Regions from separate parts of the Mus musculus genome. Here regions 1, 3 and 4 are each linked to region 2. The links are chromatin contacts, called in public Hi-C and HiChIP or PLAC-seq maps. All regions are on one chromosome and are shown on one strand. The core of a region is the stretch at or near the end of the contact, and the rest is flanking DNA. Distances in the headings are between cores, read along the strand shown.

What was found. A called contact is a pair of places that touch in the nucleus more often than the background predicts. HiChIP or PLAC-seq counts read pairs in DNA pulled down with a chosen protein or histone mark.
Region 1: a contact with region 2 is called in a Hi-C map of forebrain, with 4 times the contacts expected there. The contact joins the enhancer-like site here to the promoter of Atp2b1 in region 2. A contact is called at or near these places in 5 of 39 promoter capture datasets (the 3T3-L1 cell line, 3T3-L1-derived adipocytes, hippocampal neurons and 1 more), 1 of 15 datasets of contacts at CTCF or cohesin (the NIH/3T3 cell line), 4 of 484 Hi-C or Micro-C datasets (cerebral cortex, cortical neurons, forebrain and 1 more) and 7 of 115 datasets of contacts at active chromatin or transcription factors (differentiating embryonic stem cells, embryonic forebrain, embryonic midbrain and 4 more).
Region 3: a contact with region 2 is called in an H3K4me3 HiChIP or PLAC-seq map of bone marrow-derived macrophages, with 7 times the contacts expected there. The contact joins the enhancer-like site here to the promoter of Atp2b1 in region 2. A contact is called at or near these places in 14 of 39 promoter capture datasets (the 3T3-L1 cell line, 3T3-L1-derived adipocytes, the HPC-7 cell line and 9 more), 1 of 15 datasets of contacts at CTCF or cohesin (the NIH/3T3 cell line), 4 of 484 Hi-C or Micro-C datasets (the N1E-115 cell line, cerebellar granule neurons, cerebellum and 1 more), 9 of 115 datasets of contacts at active chromatin or transcription factors (VIP interneurons, bone marrow-derived macrophages, cardiomyocytes and 4 more) and 2 of 9 other capture datasets (adipose tissue and liver).
Region 4: a contact with region 2 is called in a Hi-C map of cerebral cortex, with 2.4 times the contacts expected there. The contact joins the enhancer-like site here to the promoter of Atp2b1 in region 2. A contact is called at or near these places in 3 of 39 promoter capture datasets (the 3T3-L1 cell line and cancer-associated fibroblasts), 3 of 484 Hi-C or Micro-C datasets (cerebral cortex and cortical neurons), 6 of 115 datasets of contacts at active chromatin or transcription factors (bone marrow-derived macrophages, cardiomyocytes, a colorectal cancer cell line and 3 more) and 1 of 9 other capture datasets (adipose tissue).

Annotation. Positions count from the first base shown.
Region 1 is chr10:98,415,586-98,422,626 of GRCm38.p6, forward strand. No RefSeq gene overlaps it. Among named protein-coding and RNA genes, the nearest start is that of Gm8633, 67 kb to the left of the region's middle. Within about 2 kb of position 2,951, at least 25 of the 459 cell types and tissues checked have an H3K27ac peak or open chromatin away from gene starts, as enhancers often do. A contact at or near this core is called in cortical neurons, forebrain, hippocampal neurons and 1 more, where this site is marked.
Region 2 is chr10:98,909,302-98,916,451 of GRCm38.p6, forward strand. Atp2b1 (ATPase, Ca++ transporting, plasma membrane 1) reads left to right here and starts at 5,851. Exons shown (of 21, transcript NM_026482.2): 1 at 5,851-6,070.
Region 3 is chr10:98,548,852-98,556,107 of GRCm38.p6, forward strand. Gm34297 (a long non-coding RNA gene) reads left to right here. Exons shown (of 4, transcript XR_871988.2): 2 at 5,212-5,292. Among named protein-coding and RNA genes, the nearest start is that of Gm34297, 15 kb to the left of the region's middle. Within about 2 kb of position 5,975, at least 13 of the 459 cell types and tissues checked have an H3K27ac peak or open chromatin away from gene starts, as enhancers often do. A contact at or near this core is called in the N1E-115 cell line, bone marrow-derived macrophages, a colorectal cancer cell line and 1 more, where this site is marked.
Region 4 is chr10:98,569,845-98,576,742 of GRCm38.p6, forward strand. No RefSeq gene overlaps it. Among named protein-coding and RNA genes, the nearest start is that of Gm34297, 36 kb to the left of the region's middle. Within about 2 kb of position 3,422, at least 10 of the 459 cell types and tissues checked have an H3K27ac peak or open chromatin away from gene starts, as enhancers often do. A contact at or near this core is called in cerebral cortex, where this site is marked.

The sequences.
Region 1 (7,041 bases), core at 1,701-4,200, 500 kb before region 2:
TCTCTCTCTCTTTTTTTAAATTAGGTATTTTCCTCGTTTACATTTCCAATGCTATCCCAAAAGTCCCCCATACCCACCCCCCCAACCCCCTACCCACCCACTCCCACTTTTTGGCCCTGGCGTTTCCCTGTAAGGGGCATATAAAGTTTGCAAGTCCAAAGGGCCTCTCTTTCCAGTGATGGCTGACTAGGCCATCTTTTGATACATATGCAGCTAGAGACAAGAGCTCCGGGGGGGTACTGGTTAGTTCATATTGTTGTTCCACCTATAGGGTTACAGTTCCCTTTAGCTCCTTGGGTACTTTCTCTAGCTCCTCCATTGGGGGCCGTGTGACCCATCCAATAGCTGACTGTGAGCATCCACTTCTGTGTTTGCTAGGCCCCGGCATAGACTTTCTAAGCAAATGGATGGACCTGGAGGGCATCATCCTGAGTGAAGTAACCCAATCACAAAGGAACTCACACAATATGTACTCACTGATACGTGGATATTAGCCCAGAAACTTAGGATACCCAAGATATAAGATACAATTTGCTAAACGCATGAAACTCAAGAAGAACGAAGACCAAAGTGTGGACACTTTGCCCCTTCCTAGAAATGGGAACAAAACACCCATGGAAGGAGTTACAGAGACAAAATTTGGAGCTGTGACGAAAGGATGGACCATCTAGTGATTGCCATATCCAGGGATCCATCCCATAATCAGCTTCCAAATGCTGACACCATTGCATACACTAGCAAGATTTTGCTGAAAGGACCCAGATATAGCTGTCTATTGTGAGACTATGCCGGGGCCTAGCAAACACAGAAAAGAACTTTCAAATGGTAAATTTTCAGATGTCAAAGTTTCTCTAGTGGAAATAGTGTAACACAATCAGATAATTAAAGATCTCTCATAAATTAACTGATCATAAGTTTAGGGCAATAGTGCTATAGGTTATAGGGCAAATGAAGTTAGAACTTGGAAAAGAAAGTCTTTGAAATCAGTGAGAAAGAATTTGGGGGAGGCTACAGGGCTAACCACACAGAAATACAAATGGAGATCCTCTGCATTTGTGACAAGTTAAACGCACTCATGTAAAGGAAAAGGCAAAAACTCTAGACTGTGTTTAGGCTACGGTGGCACATGCCTTTGATCCTAGCACTTGGGAGGGAGAGGCAGGTGGTTCTCTGATTTTTAAGGCTAGCCTGGTCTACAGGGTGAGTTCTGGGATAGCCAGAGCTGCACAGGGAAACTTTGTCTCAAAAAAGCAAAACAAACAGAAAGACAGGAAGGGAGGAGAGAGAGAGAGAGAGACAGAGAGAGAGATCCTATTTTTGACTTGAGAAAGCCTTAAAACTGCAAACTACAGATTCAGCCACATAGAAATACAAAGGCATCTTCTTCAGACCACCATAAAAAATATTTTGAGAAAAATACAAAGCTTACATATACAAAAGAATATCACTAATTCTTAACAGCTCTTACAAATGGAACAATAGCAGAAATCAAAAAAACATTTTTAAAAAGCCTCTGAAGGGATGATTCATGAAAGAAAGGCTAAAGAGTGATGAACATAAATAAGGAGTTACAGATATTCAATCTAAAACTATAGCTATTTATCATCTGCCAGCTTATATAAGGAATATATAAACAGAAAGCTCTAGTGGTAGAGCTGCAGCTTGGTGTGGAGACATTAGCCAACCATGGTAGGGTTCAATTGCGAGAATCAAAAAAAGAAAGGGCAGTCCAAGAATCATCTCTAATGTGACAGAAAACACTATGTGATAAGAAAATTACTGTATTTTTTTAAGAAAGTCAAACAATGTATAATATAGCATTTAAAAACAAGTGGAACCTATGACTCAACAATCCTGCTGGTTAGAATTCATCTGAGGGAAATATTTGGCAGAATTAAAGGCCCCTGCCTCCTTTGAAATGGCAAAAATATGGAAAATTGAGTGTGCAGGGACCTAACTAAATTATTCAAATAACTCACTAATATAATTGCAGAGGTCAATGACACACACAATACTGGATGCAGAGGCTGCTTAGGAAACTAGTAGTTCACACACACACACACACACACACACACACACACACACACACACACACATAGCAAGCAGAAGTTTTGTTCCAGTACATACATCAAAAACACAGAATTATATGAGCCAAAATATCCACAAATATTGCTGGCAACAACATCATAGATGGCTTATTCTAACTTGTTAATCTGTACTTCCCATTTCGTACGAAGTGTAGAATAACTCCTTTGATAAAGCTTGAAAATTAGGAGGGAAAAGAGAAAAGGAATTCCCCAGTCAGAGAATGAGAGGAACGTTGAAGATAAACTTTGCCTGGATCAAGTCTTTCCAAGCCTGTTCGGAGAGAGGAACGCTGCGAGACTGCAGAGCAATCCCAGGGTACCTCTTGATGAGTCAGAAGCCTCAGGCAGGTGCTTCTCCTCTGAGAGTAACAGATGAGGAGCAAAGAACTTGACTGATTAAACGGTGATCCCACGGAGGCTATTTGACAACAAACATGTAGCTTTCCTTTTCCTTGTTTGAGATTCTGAAGAAGCCTGACATTTCTTGTCAAAAATTCACTCATCTACCATGCACCGCTAAATCTGCCTGGTGTCCTAAGTTTGAACTCATCCGACAGCATACAGAATCTGTTGACAAATCTTTCTCTCTCTCTCTCTCTCTCTCTCTCTCTCTCTCTCTCTCTCTCTCTCTCTCTCTCTCTCTCTCTCTCGCTCTCTCCCCCCCCCCACCCCCCACCCCAGGCCTTTGTGATCGGATGACTCATTCCCTGGTAGGTGGTAGTAGCTTTGCACTAAGTGAATGATTGGAAATGCTTTTGCGGCTGAATGTCTTGAAGCTAAATGATGGGTTGGGAAAGATGGGGTCAGAGAAAGAGCATAGCACTGCAGATTGTCAAATGGTGCGTGGCAGGCATCAGCCACGCCGTGCAGATGGAGAGGCTATGAATACATTTCAGGTACTGCAGTAATTAGAGCAAGCAGAAATCCACACAGGTTCCCTTGGATATTAGAATATGGTGTCAGTATTCTCAAAAATACAGATGGTGTTTCAATACACATAATAGCCTCACTTCTCACCATCTGGACCCGAGAGTCTTTTCTGCTTGGACTCTCTAATCAGTGACCATGTTTTACTGCATTAGAAACAATTAGAAGTCACATTTCTGTGCTCTCTCTCTCTCTCTCTCTCTCTCTCTGTGTGTGTGTGTGTGTGTGTGTGTGTGTGTGTGTGTGTGTGTGTGTGTGTGTGTGTGTGTCACTCCTCAGCCTCTCTGAGTTTCTTTCTGCATCTCTGCGTTTGTCTCTGTCTCTCTGTGTGTCTCTGTATGTCTCTGCCTCTCTCTCCTCTCCATTTCTGCCTCTCTTTCTCTCTTTCAGTCTCTCTGTTTCTCTCTGTATTTCTCTCTCTCTCTCTCTCTCTCTCTCAACTGATAACCTCAGTATTTCTCTGAATTTCTGTCTCTGACACTATCAGCCATTTTAGCTTAGAAATGATAGGACCTCTGGTTCTATGCACTTCTCTGCTTCTCATTTTTCATTCGCTAGAGTGTTTGTAGATGGAGTAAAGTCAGCGCAATAGCAAACGCCACGCTCTAGATCAGAGGGTAGAGACGAATGACAGGAACTTTAAAGGTGGGTGGCGTGGCTGAAGGGGACACTCCTACAGCACAGAAATCAGTGCAAAGTAATTGCTCAAAAGTCGTTCAATGGCAGGGGAAAAAATCTTTCTGATATTGATTTGTGCTTTGTTCTGCTTATGCATTAAAGAAAAGGCCAGGCTCCTGGTGCATACATATTTGGAGTGCTTCACACTACTGAGCCAACAGCACAGGCAGCCCAAAGACATTTATTCCCTGTAACTGAGTTTCTGGGGGGAAATCTACTACTAATTGAATAAGACCAATAGGAAATAAACGTGCTGCAGTAGAATTGTGTTGTTCCAAAATGATGCTTTGCAGTCTTAATCCCTGGTACCTATGAATCGGAGCTAATTTGGAAATAAAGCCTTTGCACAATCAAGTTAAGATGAAATCAAGCTGAGTCGAATGGGCTTTAATTCAATGACTTATGCCAAGTGTTGACACAAGAACACAGAGATCTAGGGAAGGACACCCTGGGATGATGGAGGCAGAGGTTTGAATGTAGCAAGTCAAGAGGTGCAAACAATCTCCAGCAACCAACAAAAGCTAAGAGAGAAAGGAAACAGACCCAGGGAAGCAACCATTTTTGCTTGCTTCATGTCGATATATATCAGTCTCTATGACTTGGAGAGAACAAATTTCTATTGTTGTAAACAACAGTTTGGGTAAAATTTTATGGAAGCTGTAGTAATCCGCTTTCAAAAAGGGTTTTTGATTAAATGAGATTCTTCTAATGACATAACAGGGTCATGGTTAATACAAGAAAGATCTCTGGCCAGCACTGCTCGTATCCACTTAACTTGGTGAACAATATAGATGATGTCATCTTTGTTTGCTTTCATCCCCTATATAAGAGAAAGAGATTTCATCTAAGCTAAAGTCATGCTCAATACCCCCTAGTTCTTAGTTTTATACATGGTTTCCTCATTACCAGTAACCAGGAACTGAAATCAGGGCCCAGGATCTGCCACCTAAGATCTTGAAGTGGTGGACTGATCCATAATCCAATCAACCTAAGGAACCACCTTGGAATCTATCAAGAGATCCTACCCAGTGATGGCTTGTATCTCTGCAGGGAAAGAAAATAAGTCTCAGAGTGTTTGCCTCCAACCCAATGCTGACAACAGAGGAAAGCTAAGTTAAGAAATAGAGACTAAAGAGATCTTTGTGATTGGTTCTATTCCCCCACACCTTAAGCTACAGTGATGCACATAAATAAAAAAAATCAATAAAATTATGACATATTTTCATTATGTTTATATCCTTGATTCACATACAGTTATATTCTGGTCTCTAGGGAAATCTCAAGTGATTGGGCTATGATTTAGGATTTGATTCTTTAAATGAGTTCCTTAGCAGAATGGCTACAGATCCACACTTTTATGACTGTAACCTACACTCTCATCGGCCAGTCCTTTCATAGATTGCACAGGGTAGAAGATCCTACTACCATGTGCTTGAATAAAACTATCCCACTAGTCACTATGATATTCCAGCCTTTGTAGTGCGAGCTGTGGTTTGATTCTCACTCCTTACTATTATAGAACAGAAGGTGTGAGGGTTACCGTTGGAAGCCCAAACTCCTTAAGACTCACTGAAACTATACTTGATGTTGTTCTAGCATAGAGGACCCCTTCCAATATACAACATTGATTTCTTTTCTCACAGTAACATACTGCAGAGGTGTACATCAGAGTGGAGGCTCTCAGTGTTCCATATAATCTGCCGAACCTGCTTTTATAGTTGACAGCCAATGGAATTTAGTGCATGGCAAAGATCATATAAATCAGCTGCAGTTTTCAAATTTGTCCTCAGTGATTGAGTATAATTGAGGATATGGTGGTATGGATTCATAGCTTAACTGACAGACATTGCCAAGAGAAGATATTCATCATGAGTCTTATTATTGAAAATGTCATCTATTTTTTTCTATAATATATATTCCATAAAAATGTAATCAATAATTGTCTCCATCACTGAGATTTTCTTTTAATTTAATCAAAACTCCAGTTTTTAGCCAAAGCATTAAAAAGAAAAGAGAGGTGTGGTTCTTGGTCTTGGTGGTCTAAGCATCATAGCTTAAGTTTACTTTGTCCCCAGCCTGTGCTGACAGAAAGACTATGTAAAGAGACTTTCTTGGGTGAGCTTTATTGATTTTTCAGATAAACTTCATGGCTAGATACCACCTGTAAATATTTCACAGACAGTTGTTAGAAGTCTAAAAGATTAGGAAAACCATATGTAGTCTAGCACCCAAACACTTGGCGCATGCAGATGACGCAAAGCATTCATTTCCATGTCAGGAAGATTCAGAGAGCTGTGAGTTGTCCAAAGTTCTTAATCTCTCCTATTTCGCTTCTGTGTCATGATATCATGCTACACATGTAAAGAATTAGTCTTTAAGGGCCACCACAACATAAGCATAAGTTTAATAAATAAGACTTTGGAAGGTATGCTGTGCAAGCAATTATATAAAAGGGTTTTTCATGTCACCTAAAGTTACCTTCTTAAACCTTTGCAGGTGCGATATATTCCATTGTACAATGAGAGCTCATTATTGACACGGATGCTTTATTTTTAGTAAAATAGCTCCCAGAATACTTTATGTCACCTACACACAGAAAGAAATCTACATCTTAAAGAGTACAGCAAAGCTGTCAATTTGAACATGCAATTGCATAACGAACTCTTGAGAACTTATTTCAAGAAGCAGGGTTGGGCGGTAACAACTTTCTCTTGGTGTTTTGCAAGTCATTTTGGCAAGTCAACTCTCCTCACGATATCCTGGTTGATATTTAGGGCAATACTATGCCTCAGCACTTATCTAATATAATTGTATAGTGATTGTGAGAAAAATTGATAGTTAACAAATGTTTCCCAGAAGGGAAAGACTACAGCTCTTAGAAATAATTAGGGAGTGATACATCATGCTTAGACTTCAAGAAACACAATCTAGTCTAGAAAAAATAAGAACACTACTTAAAGTCATTTTGGCTTTTCATCTCTTACAAAACTTTAGATTATGTCTGCATTTTCAAGCATTATGTAAATATATGAGAAACAAAAGCCTGGAAGGCAATGACTTCCAATTTTTATGATTCTTGTAAAAAAACAATGACATCTAGAAAATATTAGACTCTCCAAATTGCAGTTGAATAATTTAACAGAAATGCATTTCAAATAATATATTTTAGATGGAACTCTTTCTATTGCTGTGGGACATTTCATAATTCAGAGAACTTCTTCATACTCTTCTTGAAATTAAAAAAAATGCTTATAATAGATCCAACTTCCTATGCACTTTTTCTATTCACAAAATGTATATGGAGTTTTGTCACAGATGTTTTGGACAGCTCCTCTTGACGTTCCTGGAC
Region 2 (7,150 bases), core at 4,601-7,100:
TCACCATTTACCTCTCAACAACAACAACAACAACAACAACAACTACTACTACTACTTCTTCTTCTTCTTCTTCTTCTTCTTCTTCTTCTTCTTCTTCTTCTTCTTCTTCTTCTTCTTTTTCCTCTTCCTCTTCCTCTTCTTCTTCTTTAAAAAATATTTATTTTATTTAATTCATGTATATGTGTCTCTTCAGACACACCAGAAGGGGACATCAGACCCCATTTCAGATGGTTGTGAGCCACCATGTGGTTGCTGGGAATTGAACTCAGGACCTCTAGAAGAATAGTCAATGCTCTTTACCGCTGAGCCATCTCGCCAGCCCTATTCTAAACTTCTGAAGTGGGGCTACAACGTGCAGGATTTCCAAAGGCTCTTGTGCTGAAGGCTTGGTCCGACAACTGTACTCAAGGGTGACTAGATCGTGAACACTCTCAAGTCATCAGTGAATAAATCCATTAATGTGTCTGTAGATGACTGGGCTATAATAAAGTCAGGCCTACCCAGAGGGAGAAAGGCACCAGGGAAGCAGAGCATCTCTGAAGGCTGGATCTCGGTTCCTGGCCTGCCTTCTTCTCTCTTGTCTTCCTTCCACCCTATGCTACCTCTCCTCCAGCCACCAGGAAGCAAAGAGCTTTGCTCTAGCATAGACTTCCCACTAGGACGTCGTGCTTCAACATGGCTTAAAGCAGAGGTTCTCAACATATGGGTCATAACCCTTTTGAGGTCTCATATCAAAGCGCTTGCCTATCAGACACTTGCATTATGATTCACAATCAGCAAACTTCAGTTGCAAAGCAGCAACAAAATCATGTTATGGTTGGGCTTCACCACAGTCATAGGAAGGCTGAGAGCCACCGATAGAGCAATGGAGACCATGAACTGTGGGATGAAGGCAGGAGGGTAAATGGCTCTTCCTGTGTATTTCCCCCTTTGTGTTTTCCATAGACAGTTAACATAACCTGTATTCATAAAAGCCACTGTTAGTAGTCCACTTTTTTTGGCTAATGGTAGCCAAAATCATATCTCATCTAGAAAATCTAAGGTATTCTTTGCTGGAGAAGGCTTAGACTCTATCAGTGAAATGAAGTGGTGACCTGTAGTTAAATGTGCTGTGCTTTTTAAGAGAATCACAAATAGTGTCTTTCTCACAAGCAAGTCATTGTGTTCTATTTTTATCTGTCTGACTAAACAAATCAAATGTGCATTTTTGTAGTAACGTTTACTCTGGGATAAGATGTAAAGAATGAGTATTTCTGAATAAGGACATTGCTTGAGCATACACTATACACCAAATACTGTTTTCCAGATGAGGAGACAGTGGTAAACACCTGACACTGAGGAGAAAGATGAAAAGAAAAGTGGGACTTCAAAGTCAGCCTGGGCTACCTATAAATTGCAGGCTAGCCTCGGAACCAGAACCTTTCCAAAAACAAAGAAAACAACAGAAAAGCAAGAAATGAAAACTGCACTGAAACTTTATGTAACTCTTTCACCCAAGGTTTATAACCGTACGATGTATCACAGTTCATCATTAGTAATGTGAAAAGCAGTGAGTTCTAATTAAGGGGTGTGGGGGCTCTCAGAGACCATCAGCACATGCCTGAATAATAACAGCAAGGGAAATGATTGTAGTAAAATTAATTCTCAGGTACGATCTGAGAATTTTTACTGTATATGTCTTTTCTATTAAATTATGTGTGTCTTTTATGGTGCAAGAGAAATCAAAATGTCCCATGGGAAACCTTCCTCATCATTTAGGTATGGTCTGTTTGTTGGGCTTTAGAATGGGGGGGTCAATACTATATGCCTAAATTATACAGTATTTGGAGTGGAAAAAATGCCTTTTCCATAGAAGGTACAATGTATGTAGGCGGTCAGCAACTCCTGACAAATAGCACCCATTGTGTTTTTCAGATATAAAAATGTAATGTTATGTGATTCGAAGACTCTGTTTCAGGCTTATTTGTAATTTGCTCCATTTAACCCAGCAAATGGAATTGATTTGTTACTAATAGGTAACTTTTTTGTGTGGGTTTTCAGCTAAGTAATATTTAACTTATCTGTCTGTCTGTCTGTCTGTCTGTCTATCTATGCCCAGGCTAATGGAAATTTGAGTACATATATACTATGCTTTAGGAAGCATTTGATATCCCTCCACCTCCTCCCTCTCTCCACTCCTTAGCCCTCTTGTCTTATAATCAGGACTGACATATTCACATAGAAAAGTCTATTTTGGGTATGCATCTTGTTTTAAAAACATAGTACTCTTGGCATATTCATCTTGCTCCAATGCTTAACACATATGATGCTTTTAAAAATAATCTATTTTTATTTTATGTGCATTGGTATTTTGCCTGCTTATATGTCTGTATGAGGAGTTATAGTTAGTTGTGAGCTGCCAGGTGGGTGCTGGGAATTGAACCCCAGTCCACTGAGCTATCTCCCCAGCCACCCCCCCCACACACACACCCTGTTCTTTTAAAGGCAGGGTCTTCATATGTATTACAGACTGACCTGGAATTCTCTATCCTCCTGGTCTTTGCCTCCTGAGTGCTGGGATTATGGAAGTATGAAATCATGCTACACTGGGACCCTGAAGAGAATAAAGAGCCTAATGTTTCTCTTCACATTTAGTTACATTGAGGACTTTCTGCATGAGTTACACAGCTTGAACTAATCAATTGACCAGAGAGATGTCAATACAATTATACCATTATAAGGAAGGAAAGGACTGCACCTATGAAAATTGCCAAATATGTTATTGCCTCTTCAATATAACATCAAAAACAGTCACTTCTGTATCTGAAAACACATTTACAAAACTACCCTATTATTTAATAGAAAATTGTCTTGTGTTGCTTTTAATGTATACTACTATATCTCCAGATCAATTAATCCATGGGATAAATTAAGTCCAAGATGAAGATGATGCGCTCATATAATACACAGGGGCATTTCTGAGTTCAGGCAGCTCCATATTTTCTAAGGAAAAGTGCTGAAGGGTGAGCACTAGCCCAGGACCCCATGGACTTGCTGGACACCATGAGGCTTCAGTCTCATCTCTTGCACCAGAGGAAAATAAGAAACCCTAATTAAGCAACTCAGCAGTTTTACACCGAAAAGTATGTCATTTGGGGAGGTTTTAGGATGAAGCCCTGCAGGAGGGGGGAATTGAACTTCCTAAAGCTCAGCTGCTTCTATACTGGTTTCAGCTTTAATTTTGTATCTGAAGCATAAAAACACACAAATCAAATATACAGTACAATTACCCTGGCTATCTGAGAGCGAGTTTATCATATATGCAACTCACATGAAGTGCACACAACTATGTTCTGGGACATGCATGTTTTCACTTGTGGGTACATCTTTGGATACCAATAAAAATTTCACTGCAATCATGCTCTATAGTAAGGAGTTTCGGTGATTTTTCGTGAGCATATACTCTACAACATGCATCTTATGAGTTAGAATTACAGCAAACCCACAAAGTGAACAGATTCTAGTTTAGTCTATTATGGGTTTTGCTGGTGCAGCATGCAATGATTCACTTAATACTTTAATGTCAAATTCTTGATTAAAATAGAATGCATAATTCAATTTTCTATGGGGACTTCCTTGGAGAAAAGCGGGGAAGTAGCCAAGAGTTCATAAATGTGTCTGCGTTATTCTAAAAGATACTTCGGGGTGAGAAAATACTGGAAATTACCTAAATGAAATTTAATTAATTTGTTTTTCTAATTGTAGATTTGAAATAGTAGCAGGAAGGGCTATTTATTGTATCACATCAACCAATTCTCTGTGATAAACAGAGAGAGAGAAATACCCAGTGCCAGTTTTACATGTCAAGGGCACAGCTCAGAGGTTGGTAATGTCTACCCTGGTGGAAGATATAAATGGAAAAATTATTTTCAGCAGTTTTATCATGGAAAATTTGCTTTTAAACTCAAGTATTTTCTTTTCAAGCCTTTATATTATTTTAAAACAAATGCTACCCGACAGGGAACATACATAATGCAGTACTTGTCTTACCGGTGTGCTTTGGAGAAGACTATGAAACTACCAATTCTTCCAATTCAGGGTTGAAAAAAGCAAAACAAAACACTTACAGATCACTTTTTTTGATGTTTTTTTCTCAAGCTAAGTGATGCTGAAAATAACACGGATAAGGTCTAAATTGTTCGGGGGAAGGGGGAACCTTTAGTTCAAGCAGAGATTACAGAAAGATGGGACAGGATACACATCTTTAAATGTGTGGATACAGTCAAGAATATCCTTTTTTAAAGTAGAAGTAATCATGAGCGGTTTTCTTTTGAACTGGTTGGACCAGAGTCGGCTACCTTTTACCGTCTAAATACTGCACGGTACTCTGCATGATTTTTTTTTTTTTTCTTGTTCCTTTCTCCTCGGGAAAGATGAGGGCAGGATTTAAGTATTATGAATTAAAGACCCACTAGCTCGCCACAGGTAGGAAAAAAAAAAAAAAAAAAAAAAAAAAAAGCAGCAGCCGCAGCAGCAAACCCAAAAGAGAAACACGAGGACTTCAAGCGGACCTTGCGAGGCCTGCTTGCACCGGCTAGAGGACACGGTTTGGGCGCTGCAGCGGGGATCCCCGGTGTCGGTGGCCGGGCCAGCGCGCCTACAGGGCGAGTGGGCTCTCTTCCCAAAAGGGAAGGCACTTTGGCTGTCGGGCGAGTGCGTCACCGTCCGGGACAGGAGACAGGTCCGCTAGGGAGTGGGCGCCGAGCCGCTCTCCCGTCCCGTGACCCGGCATCGCCTCCACCCGGGGGCGACTCGAGCGGGACCCCAAGTGAAGGGCGTCCCACTGCGGCGGCACTCGTCGCTCTCCGGCTTCCTCACGTTGCAGGAGCCGCCGGGCCGCGCGCCCAGGCACCGGCGGTGACGGACGGAGTCACCGCCCCCTCCTCCCCCGCCGCCCCCTCCCGCGGCCCTCCCCGGCCCCGACACGTCATGGAAACACAGACGTCAGAGCCCCGACGGCCAATCGGAAGCCGCCGCAGGAGGGGAAGGGAGGGGGCGACAGCGCAGGAGGGGGCGGGGGCAGCCGGGAGCCCGGCGCGCAGGGAAGGAAGAGAGGGAGGGGCGCGCGGAGGCGCGAGTCGCCCGCCCCGCACTACAGGCCACCCTTTCCACACCGCGCGCTGCAAGTTCTGATCCCCGCCGCCTCACCCCACCCCGGGCGCGCGCTCGCCAGGCGGGGCCGCGCTCGCCGGATCCTCCCCTTAAACGCCCTCTCCGGGAAGCGCCAGTCCCGGTCCGAGCGGCGCTACCTCCGCTCGTGCGCGCGCGCGCGCCCGCCCGCCCGCCCTCAGGCTCCCCGCGGGCCGCGTCACGTGACCGCGCCCAGCCAAGGCGGCAGCGGCGGCCGCGCGAGCATCCGCAGCGGTGGCAGAGGCAGCGGGAGCAGCTGCGCTGCCAGCGTGGAGCGGGAGGCGTGGAGGTGTGGAGAAGAAGGGAGCGTCGGACCGGAACGGGTGAGCGCCCTCCTCCCCCCTTGCCTGCTCGGGCGGTCTCGCGGGTCACCCGGTGCACACCGGGCCCCTGCCCCGGAGCTGGCCGTTGCCCCTTGAGCTCCGCGTCTGCGGACCGGTGTCCCCGGACCCCGCCCCGGGTTGCACCCCGCCCGTTGCTGCTGCTGTTGCTGCTGCTGCGGACGCCGGCGCGGGGCCGGTTGAGCTGCTGTGCCGAGCGCGGCGCGCCCTGAGCGCGGCTTTGCGGAGCGGAGGAGGCGGGTCCTGCGGGGACGCGAGCGGCCACTCGGCGGCCGCCGGGCTCTGGGCGGGGGCCGGCCGGGCGCCGCCTCCTCCTCCTCCGCCGCCGCCTCCTCGCGGTGCAGCGTGAGTAGGGAGCCCCGGCTGGTGGACGCCGAGTCTCTGGGCTCCGCCGCCGCCGCCTCCTTCCCGAGGTGCAGCCGCACCTCCGCGTGGCGCCCCGAACCCAGCGAGCCGGCTGCGGGCACGTCCCGCGACCCCTCGCCGCCATCCCCCGGACCCACCCGCCTAGCTTTCCTTGATTCTTCCCCTCGGAAAAAATGGTTCCCGCTGCGGGCGAGGTGAGTGGCGGCCGGTGGCTGCCCGCGGCGGGGGCGGCCACCTGCGGGGGAGGCCGGGTGGGGCGCGCAGGGCGCGGCGGGGGTCCTGACAGCTGGGCGCGGGGTGGAGCGCGGCGGGTCCCCGCGAAGTTGGCGGCGCCGCCGGGGTTCGCTCCTGCTAGGAGACCGTAAAGGTGAGGAGGCTTCCTCTCCGCGCGCCTCGGCGCCGGGTCCAGCTCGGAGTCGCCGTCCCGGTGGCTTCTCGTCTACACCCGAGGGCTCTCGGACTTCGCGGGGCTGCCCCTGCTGCCGCCACAGCCCATCTGAACACCGGTCGCCCCTACCCCGGCATGTGGTGACCTTGAGGGCAGCGGTGCCCCGGCACTCCCTCTTCCTGCGACCCGGGAGGGTCACCCATTTAATCCCTGGCTTGGGCCCCCGGGAGGTACTGCCCGTGCAAGGTGAAGGTTTGTCGTCGGCCCCCCGGAGAGGATGGTGTGATAGATGCCTGTCAGACAGGACGGTGACTCCCGGGGAGTTGAAGAGCCGCCTGGACGCTCTCTTCAGGTCTTGAGTCTGGCCCCCCAGGATGTTCACGGGTGCTTCCGATTCATGTTTATGTACTTAGTTTAAAAGGGGGAAAATCTGCTCTGTCCTCGGAAAGGGTCAGTAAGAAAGGAGGGTGGCATTCCTATTGCGGGGGTGGGGGGGGCGGAGGTGGCGGGGGCTTCTTCTCTATTTCATCTTGCAGGAGAATTTTGTGTCTTAGCTAGTTAGCGACCCCTGGGTCTGCGCCTCGGTCTTTGCCCAGGTTGGTCTCTGCACATTTCAGTCACCAGTTTACTGCGGGACTCTAGCATTGGGAATGCTTTTGCTGTTGCGGTGATCGGACCCGCAAGGGGAAGCTGGGGCTGGTCTGCGTGGGTAAAAGGGTCTGCAGGACCTTGGTAAGGACGCGAACCTCCTCGGTAGGCTGTTTTTTTTACCCTTCCTAGGGGTTAGAGCGCTGCAGACAGCCACCTTTGGCTGCTATGCATGCTACTTTTCTGGGTTTATTAATAATCTAATGACTCCTGTCGGTATCGATTGCTGTTCCTGATA
Region 3 (7,256 bases), core at 4,725-7,224, 360 kb before region 2:
CAGTTTGTTAGTCTATGTCTTTTTATTGGCGAGTTGAGACCATTGATGTTAAGAGATATTAAGGAAAAGTAATTGTTGCTTCCTGTTATTTTAGTTGTTAAAGGTGGCATTCTGTTCTTGTGGCTGTCTTCTTTTAGGTTTGTTGAGGGATTACCTTCTTGTTTTTTCTAGGGCGTTGTTCCCGTTCTTGTATTGGTTTTTTTCTGTTATTATCCTTTGAAGGGCTGGATTCGTGGAGAGATAATGCGTGAATTTGGTTTTGTCGTGGAATACTTTGGTTTCTCCCTCTATGATAATTGAGAGTTTGGCTGGGTATAGTAGCCTGGGCTGCAGTTTGTGTTCTCTTAGTGTCTGTATAACATCTGTCCAGGCTCTTCTGGCTTTCATAGTCTCTGGTGAAAAATCTGGTGTAATTCTGATAGGCTTGCCTTTATATGTTACTTGACCTTTTTCCCTTACTGCTTTTAGTATTCTATCTTTATTTAGTGCATTTGATGTTCTGATTATTATGTGTCGGGAGGAATTTCTTTTCTGGTCCAGTCTATTTGGAGTTCTGTAGGCTTCTTGTATGTTCATATGCATCTCATTCTTTAGATTTGGGAAGTTTTCTTCAATAATTTTGTTGAAGATGTTTGCTGGACCTTTGAGTTGAAAATCTTCATTCTCATCCACTCCTATTATCCGTACGTTTGGTCTTCTTATTGTGTCCTGGATTTCCTGGATATTTTGAGTTAGGATCTTTTTGCATTTTCCATTTTCTTTGATTGTTGTGCCGATGTTCTCTATGGAATCTTCTGCACCTGAGATTCTCTCTTCCATCTCTTGTATTCTGTTGCTGATGCTCAAATCTATGGTTCCAGATTTCTTTCCTAGGGTTTCTATCTCTAGTGTTGCCTCGCTTTGAGTTTTCTTTATTGTGTCTACTTCCCTTTTTAGGTCTAGTATGGTTTTGTTCATTTCCATCACCTGTTTGTATGTTTTTTCCTCTTTTTCTGTAAGGACTTCTACCTGTTTGATTGTGTTTTCCTGTTTTTCTTTAAGGACTTGTAACTCTTTAGCAGTGTTCTCCTGTATTTCTTTAAGTGATTTATTAAAGTCCTTCTTGATGTCCTCTACCATCATCATGAGATATGCTTTTAAATCTAGGTCTAGGTTCTCAGGTGTGTTGGGGTTCCCTGGACTGGGCGAAGTGGGTGTGCTGGGTTCTGGTGATGGTGAGTGGTCTTGGTTCCTGTTAGTAAGATTCCTCCGTTTACCTTTCGCCATCTGGTAATCTCTGGAGTTAGTAGTTATAGTTGACTCTGTTTAGAGATTGTTCTTCTGGTGATTCTGTTACCGTCTATCAGCAGACCTGGGAGACAGATTCTCTCCTCTGAGTTTCAGTGCTCAGAGCACTCTCTGCTGGCAAGCTCTCTTACAGGGAAGGTGCGCAGATATCTTGTATTTGGACCTCCTCCTGGCCGAAGAAGAAGGCCCAAAACAGGACCTTTCTCAGACACTGTGTTGCTTTGGCAGTTCCCAGGTGGTACAGACTCTCACCTAAGCAGACTAAATTCCTAAGTTCCTTGGAGTCCCGGGACCAAGATGGCGACCGCTGCTGCTGTGGCTTAGGCCGCCTCCCCAGCCGGGTGGGCACCTGTCCTCCGGTCCGGAAGGTGGCTGGCTGTCCCCGGCCCACACAGGGTGCTGCCTCAGCGCCTCTGTGCTTCTGCCTGTTCCAGAAGCTGTCAGGTTCTCTGGCGCACCCTCTCACCTGTTCAGACTAATTTCCTAAGTTCGGCGGGTCTCGGACCAAGATGGCGACCGCTGCTGCTGTGGCTTAGGCCGCCTCCCCAGCCGGGCGGGCACCTGTCCTCCGGTCCGGAAGGTGGCCGGCTGTCCCCGGCCCACACAGGGTGCTGCCTCAGCGCCTCTGTGCTTCCGCCTGTTCCAGAAGCTGTCAGGTTCTCTGGCGCACCCTCTCACCTGTTCAGACTAATTTCCTAAGTTCGGCGGGTCCCGGACCAAGATGGCGACCGCTGCTGCTGTGGCTTAGGCCGCCTCCCCAGCCGGGTGGGCACCTGTCCTCCGGTCCGGAAGGTGGCCGGCTGTCCCCGGCCCACACAGGGTGCTGCCTCAGCCCCTCTGTGCTTCTGCCTGTTCCAGAGGCTGTCAGGTTCTCTGGCGCACCCTCTCACCTGTTCAGACTAATTTCCTAAGTTCGGCAGGTCCCGGACCAAGATGGCGACCGCTCTGGACTTATATTTATTAAAATAGAGGGAAATACATACATCTAGAGCCCTAGAAGAGTTTATGACTTTTGATCTACATATTATAATTTGTAAACCTGTTTTAAGTAGATAAAGATATAGAGACAAAGGCACAATGATATCCATAGTAGTATTAAACTTTAAGGGTTAAACATGTCATTTTGCCATGGCTTAGTGAATTAAGAAATAACTTACAATTAAACACAAGCTTCTTATTTTTAATCACATAAGAAGTTCTCCTGAGATAATATTAAGTTAAACACCAAAATATGTGTATGTACTCCTTGATATACATTGCCATGTATAGAATATACTGCATGCATATGTGAGAGTTGAATTATATACATGGACATTAGATGAAAGTAGCTCAATGCAAAAGGAGAGACCAATAAGGTCACATTTCAAAGGAGAATCGATGCTTACACTTAACAGAGTAGTGGGCTATGGGTGGGCTATGGGTGGGCTATGGGTGGGCTATGCATCAATAAGAGAATTGTCTCCTCATTCCATACTGTTTCCACTTTCAGCAGACTGTATGTACTATTAACTTAAAAGTATAGTTAAGACAATCCAGAAAATAATGCACATGTATGTTCAAAGAGTAAAAGCTCTGTGAAGCATAAATGAATACTTCTACTTGTTCAACACATTTCTTTTGTTTGTTGCACATTTTTCAACATTTAATAACCAAGTATTCATTACTTTCTTGTTGAATTTTTTTTTAAAAAGTTCGACCTATAAATAGATTCTTCTGGGCTAGGGAGACAGTTTGCTGTGGGACAGCACTTGGTTTTTGAGCATTAGAATCTGAATTTGGATCCCCCAACCCTGTGTTGAAAGCTGGATGTTTCTGTTCATTCATGAAGTCCCAGCACTGGGTTGGGGGGAAACAGGAAGACCCTGAGAGAGAAAAGACAACTGATATCTTACCTTTGCAGGGATGATCACACCTGCACACTCATGTGAATGCGATTGTCAAAATATCACACTCCCAGCATCTAGCACAGGCTATATGAGCCTTTGTCAGTTACTAAAAATAAGTATTATGTTTATGAGGAAAAACTTAAACAGTGCTGAAGAAGAGAAGAATAAAAATTCAGTGGACATTCCGGGGATTAAGTAGATCCAACTTTGCACATATCAGTTAGTTCATTTTTAGTAAACTAGAATTTCTAAAAACCTTGATTACCTAACCCTGTTTACCTAGTAATACATATTATATCTGATATTTAAGAAAGCTGATACATTTAAAATAAGTATTCCATTGGTCTAATTCTTTCTTTAAATAAACAACCAGAAAGCTTGGGTGGGTTCCCATCAATGGCATGACTTATTCCTTATATAGTAGTTCAATACAGGAGTGAAAGGTAATCCAAAGTCACAAACACCTTCCATCTGAGGTCCATGTGATCTGTTTGGGCCAGAGAGTCTTTTCCTCACACCAAAATAATGGTGAAAGAGAAAGTAAAGAGTGTTCATGAATGGAGTGAGGACCCAGCAGTTGCTTGGGTTGTCCCTATCTATCACTACCACTATCCCTGCCAAGTACATGTGTTCAAATCCAAAAATCTTAACATGACTTCAGTAAGAGATAAAAATGCTAGGAGATTCCTAGATCGTAGGAGTGGAACATTACTAGATGAGATTAGTGCCCTGTTAGAAGAGAAAGAATCATGTGTGTGAGGAGAAAGCCTAACAAGGAATAAGGACAGACCTAGCCCATGAACTCCACAATCTCTAAAGATATCAGCATCCCATTTCAATTGTTTAAAATCTACCCAGTCTCTAATCCAGAAGCAGTCCTGAAGACCCAAGATATATTCCAGCAGCAAGAAGTAGTAGACACTGGTCTCTATCTGGATGTACCTCCAGACTAAGCAGTCTGTCACTGAAACAGTGCCATCTTAGAGAAATAAGGCATGGATCTTAGAAAGTGAGCTAACTACCTTTGCTCTGTGTTATTTGTAATAGGAGTATGGTCCCTTCAAAGATTACTTCTAAATGACTCAACCAATCATAGTTCTAGATTTCCCAGTTTTTACTGGGTCTTATCTCTGTCTTGTACATGAAATTTGTATGAGTGCTTTCAGGTTATAATGTCAAGTTACTGACATTTCCATGTGTGTGTGTGTGTGTGTGTGTGTGTGTGTGTGTGTGTGTGTGTGTGTCCTTTCTCTAAGCAGAGTTGTAAAATAGCTAGAACATTCTCAGTTATTTTGATTTTAGAGAACTGTCTTGCTTTTCATCCTTACCCTCAATCTAGGATCATGGGGAACCTTCTATTTTTATTCTGTGTTGCATAAACTCAAAATGAATGGTCATGATACATTCAAATTGTAATGCTAGTCACTGTCTTCTAAGGGCTTGATCCATCTCAGTTTACCTCAGGTGGACATCAGCTTTGGTGTCCATTCTCCTTGCTCTCTAGTCACATTATAGCACCTTCTTTTCAGCTCTTTAAAAAACTTTTATGAACTCAGCATTTGTTCCTCCATTGTCAGGTTTTTTCTTCCCCCACCGTTTGTGGAAGACTGTCCACTCCTCCTTGTCTTCTTTATAGCAGATTTATATATCACCTAGCTTCTTCATTATGCTTGACTAATTTTTTTGTCAGAAAAAAATATGTGCTTACTGGGGGTGTGGGGTCTGGAGACACATCTCAGCAGTTACAAACATTTGATAATCTACTAAGGGTCCTGAGTTCAGATTCCAGAACCCATAAGGCAGTTCACAGGACCCTCTAACTCCAGGCCTAGGAGGTTCAATGCCCTATTCTGCACCCCATGAACACCCACATGCAAGTGCCATACACTCATACAAACACATAAATGAAAGTAAATCAAGTTTTAAAAAAATCTAACAATTTCCATGATTTCTAAGGTTCTGTAATCATAATTGCACACACTGCATTACAGAAATGTCATTTGAATAAAGTTCACTTATATTTCCTCATATTAACAAGATGTCACCTGCCTTGAAGATTCTCTTCGGCCGGGGCTGGAGGACCTGAGTTTAAGTTCCCTGAATTCAACTGAGAACACGGGTGAGTGTGGTGCTATGCACTTGCAATCTTAACAATAGCAAAATGGGAAGGAGAAACAGGCAGATCCTTGGGCGCTGTGGTCCAGCTATCCTGGCCCATGTTGCAAAGCACCTGGCCAATAAGACAACCATCACTGAAGATTATCCTCTGATGTCCAACATGCTCAAATCCTCAATACTCCAATACTCTCTCACACATGCATGAGTGTGCACATATACACACACACACATACACACACGGGGGGGGGGCAGGGGGCGGGGGTCCTGCATTAAAATATCAGTCATCCATACATATAGAAATAGGCTTTATAATTTTTTGGTCTTCCCTAATACATCCTGTAAATGAAATGTACTCTGTTAGAAATCAGTCACTAAGCATATATAGAAGCAGGGACCACTGCTGGGCAGGAGGTAGAAATGGATCTGGTCAGACCCATTACTGCTCTGGGAAGCACATGCCCTCATGAGGCTGAGTCACGCATTATGACCAGTCTATTTTTACATCTTTACTTTCATGGTCCGGATGAGTCTGGTCTAACTCTATTACAATAATTTGAACACTATTGTTTAAGTCCATTACCATTCACTGTTGTTGAGATAAATGTGCTATGGTCGTATGGAAAATATCTAAAAATACTGTCCTTGAATGATAATCAAAAAATATGAAGTCATTTTCTATTTCTGTAAGACAGACAACTGCTCTCTATCAGGAGAGGCTAGTGAATATCAGTGCTTAAGAAAAACAACACCTAGTACTTTCTTTGATCTATGTTCATCTTATATCTTTTTTCTTTTGCCAGAGCTGGGAAAATTTCTCAGTTGTGTATAGAAAGAAAGACAGGGACAGAGATGTGTCATTGGTGACTATGTGGCATAATCAAAGCTCTGATCCCGTCTTATGTAAATTTTCCACAAAGTTCATGGGCATTTTACCTCTAGTATGATGCCCAGAGCCAAGGTCAGACTCTAGTCCTCATTTGGTAAAAATATTATTTAAAATTCAGTTTAGTTGACAAATACAGAAAAGTCACCTATGACACACTGCTAGAAAATCTGCTAGGAAAGGCAGCAGTGATGAAATGTAGAAAGTCCTTATAAAAAGAAAAATGCATTCTTTTAATATTGCCTTTTAATTTGTCTTATATTCTGGCTGCTGAACCTACCTAGGGACACGCCATGCTGTGGGAGAGCTCTGCTGCTTACGTCATCCCATCTTAAAGCTCTGCTCTTTCAACAGCCACATTGAAGGATTAACTCCTAATGTGTAATGAATTGTCCTCCCTTTAACTTTAAAGAATCACCTTCAGGTTCAAGTTCATTCAAGGCCTACTCCTTAGCATAAATGCACCATCAGTCTTGATGTCCTAGATGGTTCCACTCAAGCTTGAAGACTTCTTAGTCTTATTAGACAACCTTACTTTTGTTTCAAATCATATGTAACCTCATCTATGCAACTGTGTGCAAGTTGCTACGGCATCCTTTCCCTTCTGTGATTTGTGGAGTTTAGGTCTAAGTATATTATTTGGTATTTTATATCATCATCTTTTCCAATCTATTTATAGGAACTTCAACTATAGAGGTTTCTGTTTTTCTAGCAGTGGACAATTGGTTTCTCATAATATCGGTTGATTATTTTTAAAACATAAAATCAGCTCTACATTCACAAACATTGAACCATTGCTTTATAGATTAATTTGCTGGGTAGAACATTTATTTTCAGGGACTGCTGTTTATTGCTGATAAATATAGCTGCTGATTTAAGCTCTTTACCTGGCTCTAACCCTGCTGTGAGATCTTCTAAGGCAAGAAGCTTTGGAGTGACATAGTCAGGTAGCGCACTGAATGCATTTAGCAAGCTCTTACTGCAAGCACCATGATCAGATAATAAAGCAACTGCTGTAACTCAAGGTCAAATGATCCTTAATCTAAAAACAATCTCTAAATGACATAAGAAGGGCTTTAACT
Region 4 (6,898 bases), core at 2,172-4,671, 340 kb before region 2:
AAAATGGCTCCGAGGGATTTGTTCTCTTCTGTGTATGAGCTGAGTTCAGTTCAAGACTTTTTGATTATACATGAATATGGGAATATATTCTCATGGGACTTAAAGGGTATTTTATACGGGATTAAAGCCAAGAACTCCTTTTCCGTTTGAACGACCTCCCTGGAAACCAGCTCTACAGTTCCCTACACTGCACAGAGTGGAAAGCACACAGGAAGCAGGTGGGGATGCACTGGTGTGTGTGTGTGCTTATGCGATGGCCAGTGCCTTCTTTGGAAAGTGATTGGTATTCCAGTGTTATAAACACAACACACAAAATTATGCTGTCAGCACTAAAATTCCTGCTTTCCCAGGCCATCCATCATCCTGCTGTAGGGCTCTAGAAGACCCTCTTTCTGCCACCCCAAAGCCTAGCAAACCAGACAGAAAGCCCGGTTTGTTTTCCTTTTTGGCAGGAGATAATTGTACATATTTGGGGGTGTGGTGTGATAATTTAGTAGATGCAATATTGGATCAGATCCAAGCAATTAGCTTTCCTGTCTCCTTATATCCATAATCTCATTGTATTCAGAGTCTTCAGATGCCTTTCTAATTTGTCACCAAAAGACACTATCGGCTGTTTTTAACTGCGGTCGCCCCCACAGTGCTATGGAAACATGAGAACTTACTCTCAGTATCTAACTGCATCTTCTCACCCTTCTGTGCCCACTAGCTCAGTGGTTCTCAACTCCTTTGGGAGTCAAACGACCTATTCGTAGGAGTCACCCAAGACCATCAGAAAACATAGATCTTTACATTATGTCCAATAATAGTAGTAAAATTTCAATTGTGAAGTAACGATGAAAATAGTTGTATGGCTGGGGATCCCCACAACGTGAGGAACTGTATGAAAAGGTCACAGCGTTGGGAAGGTTGGGAACCACTGACTGCGTTAGCTTATTGTTGTTGCTCTTTCATTTTAGCCTTTGGAATCAAGTTGTTTTAGCTTACATAAGTGGGGACGCATAGTATTTGTTATTGTATAGCTGGCTAGTTTTGCTTGGCACAGCATCTTCCAGTTCAATTGTTTTGGGGCAAATTGAAAGATATCTTTCTCCTTTATAACCAGACAATTGCTTACTATATAAGTGTGCCATCTTTTCTGGATCCATTCATCCTCAAATAGACACTTAAAACCTGTAGATTGACTATAGGCGTGCAGTAGCACACTAGAACATGCATAGATTTCTTTAACAATATTACTCCATTTTCTTTGGGTATATATATCCAGAAGTAGCATAGTTTATTTTATGCTATTTCCAGTTTCAGCTTTCTGAAATTCTCTTACTTTTTATACTAATGACTGTATTAATTTGTACTGATTCCACCAGTGCTGGAAGGTCTCTTCTCCCTACATTCTTGCTAGCAGCTGTTTCTTTGCCTTAAAATGATAATAGTGATATTACTAACTAATAATATCATTAATATTAATAATCATAATAGACATTTTGACTAAGATAAGATCTCATTGTGTGGTTTTGATTGGTATTTGCTTATTGGTTTCTGTGACTGAGCACTTTTTCACATTCGTATGGGTCATTTGTGTCTACTTTTAAAAAATATTTATATTGTACTCATGACTTATTCACATATCTATGCACCATATTTATGAAGTGCTCACAGAAGTCAGAACGCCATCTCCTGGATCTCTTGATACCACTAGTTGTGAGCCTCCTGATATGGGCACTGGGACCTTTTCTAGACCACAAAGTGCTCCTACCTGAGTCCTTGTCTCCATTCCACTAGTTTCCCAATGTCCCTTGTTCAGTTTATCAAAGTACTCCTGTCCTTTTAGAATGTGGACATTTGCTATTTGTCAGATAAATAGTTCACAAATATTTCCCCTATCCTTTGGTCTTATTGTCTGTGCTCTTAGGGTCTTATCCAAAGTATATTTGCCTATACTGATAAATTAAAGTGTCCCCTTGTGTTCGAGTCTAGTGGTCTAATAATTCTGGTTTTACAGATGTGGATGCTCGCAGCCAACAATCAGACTGAGCACAGGGACCCCAGTGGAGGAATTAAGGAAAGAACTGAAGGAGTTCAAGGGGCTTTATCTGGAATCAATGGGAAGGGAGCAGGCTGTTGGTCCTGTGAAGGCTCGATGCCCCAGTGTAGAGAAATGCTAGGGCAGTGAGGCAGAAGTGGATAGGTGGGTGGGGGAGCACCCTCATAGAAGCAGGGTAAGGTGGGGATGGGATAGGGGCTTGCAGAGGGGAAACTGGGAAAGGGGATAACATTTGAAATGTAAATAAATAAAATATCCAATTTAAAAATAATAATAATTCAGGTATTCAATAGTTAAATACTTCTAATCTTTCCAGAGCCATATATTGAAGATCCTGTCTCTTCTCTAGTGTGTATTTTTGGTACTTTGATTCAAAGAGGAGTAGCTATAAGTGCCTGGATTTATTTCTGGGCTCTTCATTCTGTTTGTTCATTTCTATGTTTGTTTTTGATGCCAGAACAGCTATGTCCTAGTTACTGTGTGCCTGTAATGTGCCTTGATACCCGATATGACAACACCAGGTTTCTTCTTTTCTGGGCAAAATAAAGAAATGGGGGGAGGGGGCATAAGTCTGTATAGTATGTGAATCTTTAGGCTCTTTAAAATAAGTTTTAAACAGAATTAAGAAATAGGTAACCTGGCAATTTTATATTATTCCTTGTAAACACCCTTAGTTCCAGGAAGATTGATGTGTTAAAGAGTCCACTCAGAAATAATTCATAAGGAATGTTAAGAAAATTAAATTTGATCTCTGCCTGGGTTTCCAAGAAGCACAGATACAAGACAAAATGGAAGCTTCCATTTTAGTGACCCAATATAAAGTTGTCAGGTTCCGAAATAAGCTGTGAGTCCGGTGGGCAGCAGTTTCTAATTAAGTGTCCTAGAGCTGGTTCAAACGCTCTAGACTCCCTAAGACATGATTTTTTGAAAGGTTACAGAAGTAGTAACTAAGGATAAGATTTGTGGAAGACAACTTAACTTTGAAGAGGGTTGCCTCCGTCCAAAAGACTCCCCCCTCCACCAACAGCCCTTCATACCTCAGAAGCTAAAGTTCTTCCCCTTTGGGCTCAAGCCAAGAGAATGAGATTCAGTAGTACTTCCTGAGTCTCAGAGTGAGCACTTGTATTAAAAAAACACGTGACACTGATTTGGACGGATCTGGAAGTCACCAGCGAAGGTCAAGGGCAGAGAAATAAGAGCGGTCCTGCCAGGCTGGAGTTTACCTGCTTCCCCCCCCCCCCCCCCCAGCCCCCTTCGGTTCGCAAAAAGACCTTGCTCTCAGGGGGGAAAAAATCTCTGCCAAGTGTCAGTATGGCAGGAGCCACCCCACATCCAAGCCCTGAGGCAGGATCTGAAGTGGCTGCGGAAAGGGACAGCTGCATCCTTTGAATCTGTGCTGAGACTCCAGGAAAAGCTCAGAAAAAGAAACGGCACCAGACTGCCCAGGAGACAAAACTAACGTTTGATGTTCTCTGGGAACATCAAGGCGTTTCACAGGCATAAGGACAGGAGAAGAGCATCGCCCTCATACCTCTTAGCGCCCTCATTCTCCTGCCCCGCATTGAAAGAGATCAAAACCACGGACACATGCAGTTGCTGAAGAGCATAAACAAGCTGAAGAAAATTTTTCAGCTACACTCCTCCTAAAAGGCTGCTTTCCCACAGCCAGCCAACGCTCACAGGATGAGGAGAAAGGAGTCCTACCTTTGAATGTGGATCTAGGGATTGATATTCTTATTATCAAATTTAGCTGTTATTTAAATTTTGAGCATAGCCAGAGAACTCTGCATGGTCTAAAACTACACAGAAAATTCGGGGATTTAGCAGATTTTTTTTCCTGTAGAAGAGAGAGAATTTCACTCCTGAAATGTTTGGAGAGGGTTTGAAAGTTTGAAAAGCAAACCCTGCAATTTGATTATATCCCTGCCCCTCCACCCCCAAAGATTGCCTTGTCCAAAGTAACTATACTTACCAGAGGTGACTGTCACGTTCTGAGTAGAGCTCAGAGAAGGAAAATGCTATATGATGGTCCTCAAAGAGTTGTCGAAAGACTAATCAAAATGATGAAGGACCGCAACCATCCAATCTCACAGAGGGCAACACAAGGAGCTCTGGCTGTTCATGCTGGGAATTCTGGGTAAGAGGCAGCAGCTCGTTTAACCTCTGTAACCAGGCTTACACGTAGAGAACCATCAGAAAACACATTTGTTCTTGAGGGCTTGACACCAACGAACGCACAAATAGTCCAGGATGAAGAAACATGTGTGAGGAAAGTCTTTCAAGACTAATAATTTTAATAGTGTTAGGTGGATTTGCATGGTCACATATTTACCATTGCTGCTTGTTTAGGCAGAGGGTAAATGACATTTGCCATGTTCCTCACATTGAGGACCACTAACCACTCTTAACTGTCATAATCCAGTTTGCCAAAAACCCCGTCCTCCTGAATGGGCCATTATATTAGAAACGAATTCACTCAACACCATAATGCACCAAATGATGGTTTGCCTCTTGAGCCCATCTTAGTTTTAGTTTGTCTTCATAAAGAAAGTGGTTAAAGGAATAACCCATCAATCACTGCCCTGCTTCCCTGGGGTCTGAAAGGGAGAAGACGTAAGCATGAACAGTGCATCCTTGGATGTCTTCCTTTAAATGTCTCCCTGAATGCAGTTCACTATTATTTTATTTTAAGTAGCATGCTTGTAGCTCACCCAGTGGCTTCTTCTCACACTCCACCCATTCATTCATTCTGCTTCTCAGGTCCTGCCACATCCTGCACAGCTCCCGGGATCTAAAACCCAGCTCGGGTGGTGAGGGCATGAAGGTAAGACAAGCACGGAGACACTCAGAAAAGCTGCGATCAGATGGAGATGGCCTGGGCTCTCAGATGCAGAAAAGTCAAAGTCGGCCACTTGGAAGGTTGGAGTGTTTACTGCACACAGCTGAACGGATGAGATTATTATACATAGTTATTGTTACATGGAGTTAAACAAGGAGACAGAATGACTACATACAGCTGAACAAGAAGGCAGGCTTAGCTAATCTCGCCTCTGTAGGAGAGCAGTCTTCCAACTATAAATGTCTGAGGGGAGAAAGCTATGGTGGACGTTTTCTGCACACACTGTTTGACTCGAGGGCTTTGATGCTCCAACGATGCAGAGGCATCCATCAGTCCTGGACATTCCAATGCTCACAGCTAACAGAACTTCTCTCACTCCTACAAGTACCCAATTGTTACACTGGTGTCGGAGTATGAATAAATGATGTTTTCTGCGTTATCTGGATGCTAAAGTCAAACCCCACCTCAACCCTTTACCTACCTTGGCAGCATCTGGGATAGAGATGCATGATTTAGTACTTTAAAAGAATCAAGGTATCACTTTTTCCCCAGGGACACTACAGGGAAAAGGACCACAAAGTGACCCTAAGGTGTGGTAGACTTATCGCAGCAGCAGATTTTACTGTGAGAAACGGCCAGAGGTGAAGTTTTCCTACACCACTCCTATATGTACAAGTCGTGAATCGTCAAGTCTCAATCTCAGAGAAATAACTCTGGCAAGGAAAAGCAGTGCCTAGACTCCCAAGAGATTCGGTGCTACCAAAAAGAATAGTAGTTGTCTAAAAACAAAAACGAACAAACAAACAAAATGGTATACTCTCCCATGATGAGAGCAGTTGACACCAGTGGTTTGGAGACTATGATAAAAAAACAAAAACAAAAACAAAAAACAAAAAACAAAAAACCAACTATTTATTTAAAAAGAAAGAATTCTTGCCATATGGTTAGCTTTAAGAAAATTTTCAATGGCTTCTATCCTAGGAAGGATAGAAGCCAAGCCCCCACCCCCACCCCGCACGCGCCCCCAGGCTGGCACTTACCATCCCTCCTTGTTTGGAGACTGCTGCTGCTACAGTGATTTCTCTATAACCTTCAATTCTACTTTGCCATTACTTACCTGAAATTCTTTATCCCAAGACACAGTTAGATCAGCCACAACTTACCTCTCTCTCTCTCTCTCTCTCTCTCTCTCTCTCTCTCTCTCTCACTCTCACTCTCTCTCTCCTTCTCTCTCTTTCTCTCCTCTCTCTGTCTCTCTTTGTCTCTCTATCTCTCTCTTTCTCCCTCTGTATGTGTGTGTGCATGTGTATGTGCATATATACTTCTGTGTCTGTCTCTCTGTCTGTCTGTCTCCCTGTGTATCTACCTCTGCATATGTATGTGTGTCTATCTCTCTGTGTCTACCACTTTGCCCTGCCCGTGTATCTGTCATATTTGTTCCTGTGTCTGTGTCTGGCTGATTGGCTGGCTCTCTCTCTCTCTCTCTCTCTCTCTCTCTCTCTTTCTCTCTCTCTCTCTCACTGTATGTGGGGAGCAGAGGTTATAGTTAAATGTATACAAAATAAATGTTATATAGTACAGAACTTTATTAATATTTATCTCATTCAATTGAAATTATTAGATTATACATAACTACATAGTCCCTTGTTAAATCGAAAACTCCTAAAAGATAGGAACCATATTCTTACAATGTAAAGTATAATGCTAAATAGATGAGCTAATGAGTGAACTGAAAGGATGGATGGATGGATGGATGGATGGATGGATGGATGGATGGATGGATGGATGGATAGATGGATAGATGGATGGATGGATGGATGGATGGATGGATGGATGGATAGGTAGATGAGTGGATAGATAGATGAATGCAATGGAGTATTTTTGTGTCATTGGCTATAAGCACCATTAGCCAATTCCCAGTCATAATACTTTTCCTAGTCTACAATATTGCCTTTATTTGTAAAAGCATGATTCTACCAGGAAAACCTTAAAGACTGTTCTTTCTTGGTATAGAT